2 separate regions of the Sus scrofa genome follow, and region 1 is linked to region 2. Evidence: chromatin contacts called from public promoter capture Hi-C data. All regions are on one chromosome and are shown on one strand. Each heading gives the region's core, a stretch centred on a gene start, on an enhancer-like site or on the middle of the called end of the contact. The rest is flanking DNA. Distances are from core to core; before and after follow the strand shown.

The links. Promoter capture Hi-C pulls out the DNA fragments that hold promoters and counts their contacts.
Region 1: a contact with region 2 is called in a promoter capture Hi-C map of fetal liver, with 3 times the contacts expected there. The contact joins the promoter of LOC102165987 here to the promoter of NFRKB in region 2. A contact is called at or near these places in 2 of 5 promoter capture datasets (fetal liver and liver), 1 of 47 Hi-C or Micro-C datasets (blood) and 1 of 2 datasets of contacts at active chromatin or transcription factors (alveolar macrophages).

Annotation. Positions count from the first base shown.
Region 1 is chr9:57,015,520-57,018,461 of Sscrofa11.1, reverse strand. LOC102165987 (proline-rich protein 18-like) reads right to left here and starts at 1,681. Exons shown (of 3, transcript XM_021063955.1): 1 at 1,655-1,681; 2 at 929-1,257. The coding sequence starts at 1,681. The region is part of intron 1 of ZBTB44 (zinc finger and BTB domain-containing protein 44); the gene reads left to right.
Region 2 is chr9:56,654,793-56,657,723 of Sscrofa11.1, reverse strand. NFRKB (nuclear factor related to kappa-B-binding protein) reads left to right here and starts at 1,656. Exons shown (of 26, transcript XM_021063150.1): 1 at 1,656-1,776. PRDM10 (PR domain zinc finger protein 10) reads left to right here. Exons shown (of 22, transcript XM_013979568.2): 22 at 1-454.

The DNA of each region.
Region 1 (2,942 bases), core at 432-2,931, 360 kb before region 2:
AAGTTCTAGAAAAATCCTCGGGCACCAATATGACGCCGGGGGTGCAAAGGCCGCAGGCAACCGGGACACCGGCTGCCTGCAGCGGAAGCGGGCGTGGGAGCCAGCGGGGCTCAGCGTCCTCACCTGTCAAGGCCGCCTCTCCGCAGGCCTCAGTTTCCGTGTGCGAGAAATGGGCCCACTACCAGCTCAGCTCCCTCACCAAGAGAAAGCGCCTGGGGTGTTCCGGTTCAACCCCGCTACAGAAACCACTCGAGAAAACAGGAGTTTCTTTCGGTTTTAGTTCAAAGAAAACAAAAAAAGACAAGAAGCGTGAACCATGCCCAGAAATGTTTGTCAGGGCTAACGGGAAGGCGGCTTTGGACGGGTAGAGGAAAAGCGAATTGGCCAGGGTCTGGGCGGTGTGTATCGGTAAATCAGCACGTGTGCACAGACGCAAAGATGCACGAGCGGTGTCAAAACCCGCGGGTGTCAGGAGGCCGAGTCGCCCACAGTTCAAGCCCCGAACTGGGAGCGGCCTTTTCTGCGGCTGCGCAATACCCGTGTCTCCCCGCTCGCGCCCCGCCCCCGAGCTCGCTCCGCCCCGCCCACTTGCCCTCCCCTTCCCCAGCCCGGCCGCCCGCGCAGAGCATTGTGGGACACAAACAAAGTGCCCCCAAACAGGCTGGAGTGAGCCGAGCGGCAACAGCGGCGGCGCCGTCCCGCACGCGCGCGGCGGCGGCTCCCTCCCAACCTCCCCCTCCCCTCCCCTCACTCCCCTTCCCCTTCCCCACCCCGACCCGCCAGGAAAACGCGAGCCGTCGCCGCGCTCCCCAAACCGCTTGCCCTCGGCCAACCGCCCCCAACGGCCGCTCGCGCGGCTCGCGGGGCCCCCTCGCTCCTCCCCTCAGGCCCTCGGCGCTCTTCCCTCCCGCCGCCTCTCGCCCCCCACCTCGCAGGCACGCCGCTGCTCGGGGCCGCCATGCCCCAGCCGCAGGCCGTCCACGGGCCTAGGCGCGGCGGCCCGAGATAGGGTCCCCTCCGCCTCCCGGGGGAGGAGAGAGGCTGCGAGCCGCGCGCTCCGCCCCCTCCCCCGGGCCGCCGCCGCCGCCGCCACCTCGCCGCCACAGCCTGGAGGGGAGGAGGAGGAGGAGCAGCAGGCCTCCGGGCCCTGGCACCGCCGCCCGCAGGTAACGAAGAGGGAAGGGGAGGGCGGGGGCCGGCCCTTTTTCGCCGCGCGCGCCCGCCGAGGGCTGCCACCGTGCGTCTCCCATCTGGGCGCTGGACGGTAAGGAACCGGGAGAACCCTATCGGGTGCTCTCAATGGTATCTAATCCTTTAGGGAGGAGACTGAACCTGGGCCCTGACGTCCAGGAGAAATTGCCCCGATCTCCCAGGGCGCCCCCAGTGTGCACGCGCGTGTGCCCAGCACCCTAACCCCGAGGAGGCGGGGTGTCAGCGTCCCACCTGGTCGTGCCGGGAGCCCGAGATCCGACTGTTCCCTCCTCTCCCCTGCTTCTTTTTCTGATAGTGGGGAAAAAAAGGGCGACACTTATTTAAAAAACAAAACAAAAAAACCCACGTTTTTTTCTTCCCTACCTGAGGATGGGTCTGCTTCTAGTCATTTTCTGCTGGCCTAGCCGGAAAAGGGTTACCTGCGAGTGACATGACGAGTTACGTTAGCACTGATGAAAGGAAACTGCATGCTTGTGAGTTGTATGATGCTTAACTAGAATTTAGGATAAAGCCCAAAAATTGTGTGCTTTATTGGAACTTATAGAAATGAAGACAAAAACTTCGTTTTTTTAAGAAAACGTATAAGTAGATTATCAGTTGGTCAGGAAGAAAGTCTCTAACTTCCACTTATTTTCTTAATGTTTTATTCGGATAGAGGCTAATACCAAAAGCAGACTTCACAATTTGATAGATACGAATGGTTTGGGTAGGTAGATTTTTTTGCCTAGAGGGTCTCAGTTGGAATTACTGGATTTTAAAAAATATTATATAAATCTTCATTATGCATTTACTTACCCCCGTCACTTCGCTTTAACTGCCAATGGACTTTTAATTTTACCTAATGTATCTTTATCGTGGAATGTGGCGATAATGAAAGGAATGTTTTCCTATAGCCCTGTATTTTAGAATGATAGCATTAAATAGGCAAACCAGGTTTACTTTTTCTGTGCTACACTACTAGGCATTTTACACATGTGATCTGATTTGATTCTTAGAACAACCTAATGACTTAGACATTATTACTTGAGTTTTATAGATGAGACAGAAACTTAAGTAATTTTAAGTAACTTTGCCTTAGGCCACACAACTAGTTAGTAATAGAAGTGAAATTTGTCCCCAGATATAATTCCATTGTAGAAATGTTTTCTACTGTGCCTCTCAGTATAGGAATACTTTTAAAAAACTTAATGTGAAAAATACCAGTCTCTCGGAAATTAAGGGAAAATGTAGTGAATACTCCAATACTTAGATTCAGTGATTAGCATTTTTGTGGTATTGACCCCCCCACCTCTCTTCCCTTTCTGTGTGTCTCTCTAACTATTTGAAAGTAAATTGCAAACACCAAGACACTCCAGTATTTCCCCAAGTGTTTCCCAAAACTATGGACATTCTACTAATCCCTACATAGCATTAACACCTTTCTAAATTAACAGTCCATATGCAAATTTCCATAGTACTCCAAGGTCGTTTTGGGAAATCCCAAGCGGTATTCAGTCAAGATTCCTGAGTTGCATTTGTTAATTACCCACTTAGTTCCTTTTTGAAAAATCCTGTGTCCTCCTCTCCTTTTTTTCCTGATACTTAATTGATGAAACCGGTTGTCTTAGAGAATTCTCCCACTTACATTAGGCTTGTCTGTTTCCTGGTGGGGTCATTTAATTTATTCCTCTCTCCCTCTGAATTTCCTGTTACTGAAAGTTAGGTCTAAAGAAACCTAACTGATTAGCTTG
Region 2 (2,931 bases), core at 407-2,906:
AGAGATGGCAGATGATAAGCCATCTGAAGACCCAATTTGGAAAAAAATGTATGTAGCCAATGTTTATATTGTGGCCTCTCCTAAGACACACTGACAGTGTAGTGTGAAAATTATGGAGTACCTTACATATATATTTTACATTTTTATTGTTTGATTTGTGCCCACATAAACAGACATTTCATCATGTAAAATTCCTGTTATTCTGGGAAAACCTATTGTTTTGATCTTGAATTGTTTTCTGATTTGGAATTATCCTTTCAAAAAACTCTTACGATATGTAGGACTAAAAAGCACTTCATGAGATGCTAAAGCTGACCCACAGGTTGAAAATGTTGACCCTATCCTGTTATTTAAATGTGAACATTTATTGTACATTCAGTGAGTTATAGTGTTAATAGTCTTGTGCTATTCAGCAGGTGTAAAAATTAATAAATATTTTTTTTTAATAAACGTCCTTCTTGTTTGTATGTGTATAAGTTACAAGTTTCTGAGATCATTACTTTTTTTTTTCCTTTTTAGGGCCCACTCGCGGCATATGGAGGTTCCCGGGCTAGGGGTCGAATTGGAGCTGTACCCGGCCTACACCACAGCCACAGCAATGCCAGGTCCAAGCTGCATCTGCGACCTACACCACAGCTCACCGCAGCACCGGATCCTTAACCCACTGAGTGAGGCCAGGGATGGAACCTGAGTCCTCATGGATCCCAGTCAAATTCGTTTCCGCTGCGCCACCACAGAAACTCTTTTTTCTTTTCTTTTCTTTTTTTTAATATTACAACTTACATTGTTTTGACTGGGGTTCCCTCTGGTGTTGTCAGAGATGTAAGGTTGGGGAGTTTAGGGATGACAACTATGGAATGATGTTTCCAGGCCCTTTTACTTGGTGGTTTCTAATTCGAGATCCCTCCCAACAACGTAACAGGAACTAGAATGGCTTCATTTGGAAACCACTATTTTCCAACCAGGGAGGAACTCTAGTTTGGCCCGCCAGCCTCTCTGAAATATTTCCATCCAATCGGGAGAACCGAGGATGGTCTTTGCACGACTGGTTGAAAGTAGCTGTGGAATAAGAAGTTTGAAACTATTCTAAATAAAACCTAGTGAAGAAGAAGAAAGGGATCCAGATTCTTAATAAGAGGAAGGTTATTGAGTGTGATTTAAAATTATTTCTTCGACGTGCGTACTTCCCGGACGTCAAGGGTCTAGGGACCTGAGAGAGAGGTGGGGCCGTGCACGCTGCGGGATGAGGGGGATAGAAGTAAGGTGGAGGGGCACGGGCTCCGATCCGCGTTATCCTCATTGAAACTTAGAAATCGCAAATTGGGAACAAACAGTGCACGCAGCTGAGGTACAAAGATGCTGAATGAAAAGTGCTCAGCATAGTTCCTGGAGCAGGGTATGCGCTCTGCAAACGTTAGCTAATAAAACTGCATTCATTCACTCACGGGCTCCGGAACCTCAATTCGGGAGGTAAGACACTAGAACCTCAATTCGGGAGGTAAGACACTAGAAGCTTCTAAACTAGCGAAGTCCAACCAGCAGAGCTCAAGCCGAAGTGCCACGCCCAGCAGCTAGGGCTCGAGGAGCTCCAGGCTTCGCCCTGCCCCGCCCCGCCCCGCCCCCGGCGCTTCGAGGCCCCGCCTAGCGCAGCCCCGCCCCTTCCGCCGCCTGAGCCCGGAGCGTGCACGCACCGAGACGCCTTGCGGGAGCGAGCGCGTCCGGGAGCCCGCGGGCCGAGAAACGCAGCGGGTCTGGAGACCCGCGCCCGCGGCGCAGGTGAGGGCAGGCCAGGGGCGGCGAAAGGGTTAAAGTGTTGCCGGGGAGCGGAAAGAGGGAGCGGACGGCTGGGTCTCCGAGGGTCGCTGCTCCTGTGGGCACCGGGCAGGGGAGCGGGCGTGTATGGGAGCCGGGCGGCCCGGGTAGGTGGGGGTTAGGGTTAGGCACGGCGTGGGGGAGGGGTCGTGGCAGCGGAGGTGCACTTTGGGGGGGAGGGACCCGTGCCTTGGGCTGGAGCGGAGCCGCTAGGGAGGGTTTGCAGCAGGGGCTACGGATTTGGAGTGGGCGGTTGCTCCGGAAGCAGCCTAGGGTTTAGCGTCTGTATTGGGGAGGATTCTGGAGGGAAGGTTGTCCGAGGTGCAGAGTCCTTCCTGGTCTAGTAGAGAGCTCCAGGAGCCCACAAGACTTAGAAATCCTTGGCTTCCGGGGTTCCAACCCTTTGGCAGCTGCCTGCTTTTTGTATTTTGAGATTCTCTTCAGAATAGTACCGGGGCAAAGGTTGCCACTCGATTAGAGTAAATTTAGCTACCCATTCACCGTAATTGAAGAAACTTGTGAACAAGTGTGAAACAGGTGAACCTCCTAAGAGTCAGAACACTGCTTTGCAGCTGTTAGCCTGTTCTTTGCCAGTTCTCTTAAGAGGACTTTATTCTGAGCGTCAGGTTGCATCTACATTTTGTTTCTTTTCAAAAGTTTTATGAACGTTGATGCCATGTGCTCTTCTCACCTGCTTCAGTTATTTAGGCACCAGGAGTGTTAGTTCACCAAGAGCTGAAGGGTACTGGGCACAGTTAATTGGAGACCACACAGCTGCTTTGAACACTGTCTTTCCACCGCATCTTTACATAGATAGATCTGGCATCATCTCTTCCAGATATCTTGAACTAGTTAGTGGAAAGGTGCTTATTTTAGCAGTAGTATTACAAGTCTGCTCCTTATCACTAGAGAGCTTCAGAGTGAGAAGTCATTACATGACTACATGAAGTTATATAAATGCATCCATCTGGAGATTATTCATTTCAGGATTCCAGGATTGGAAATAACAGGGAAGAGGACCTCACCCAACTCCCCTTCATCTTATAGATAAGGAACTTGATAGCCAGTCAGTTAAGATTTGCCCAGAGTCATTGAGATTAGGCTAGAAGTTTGGTATTT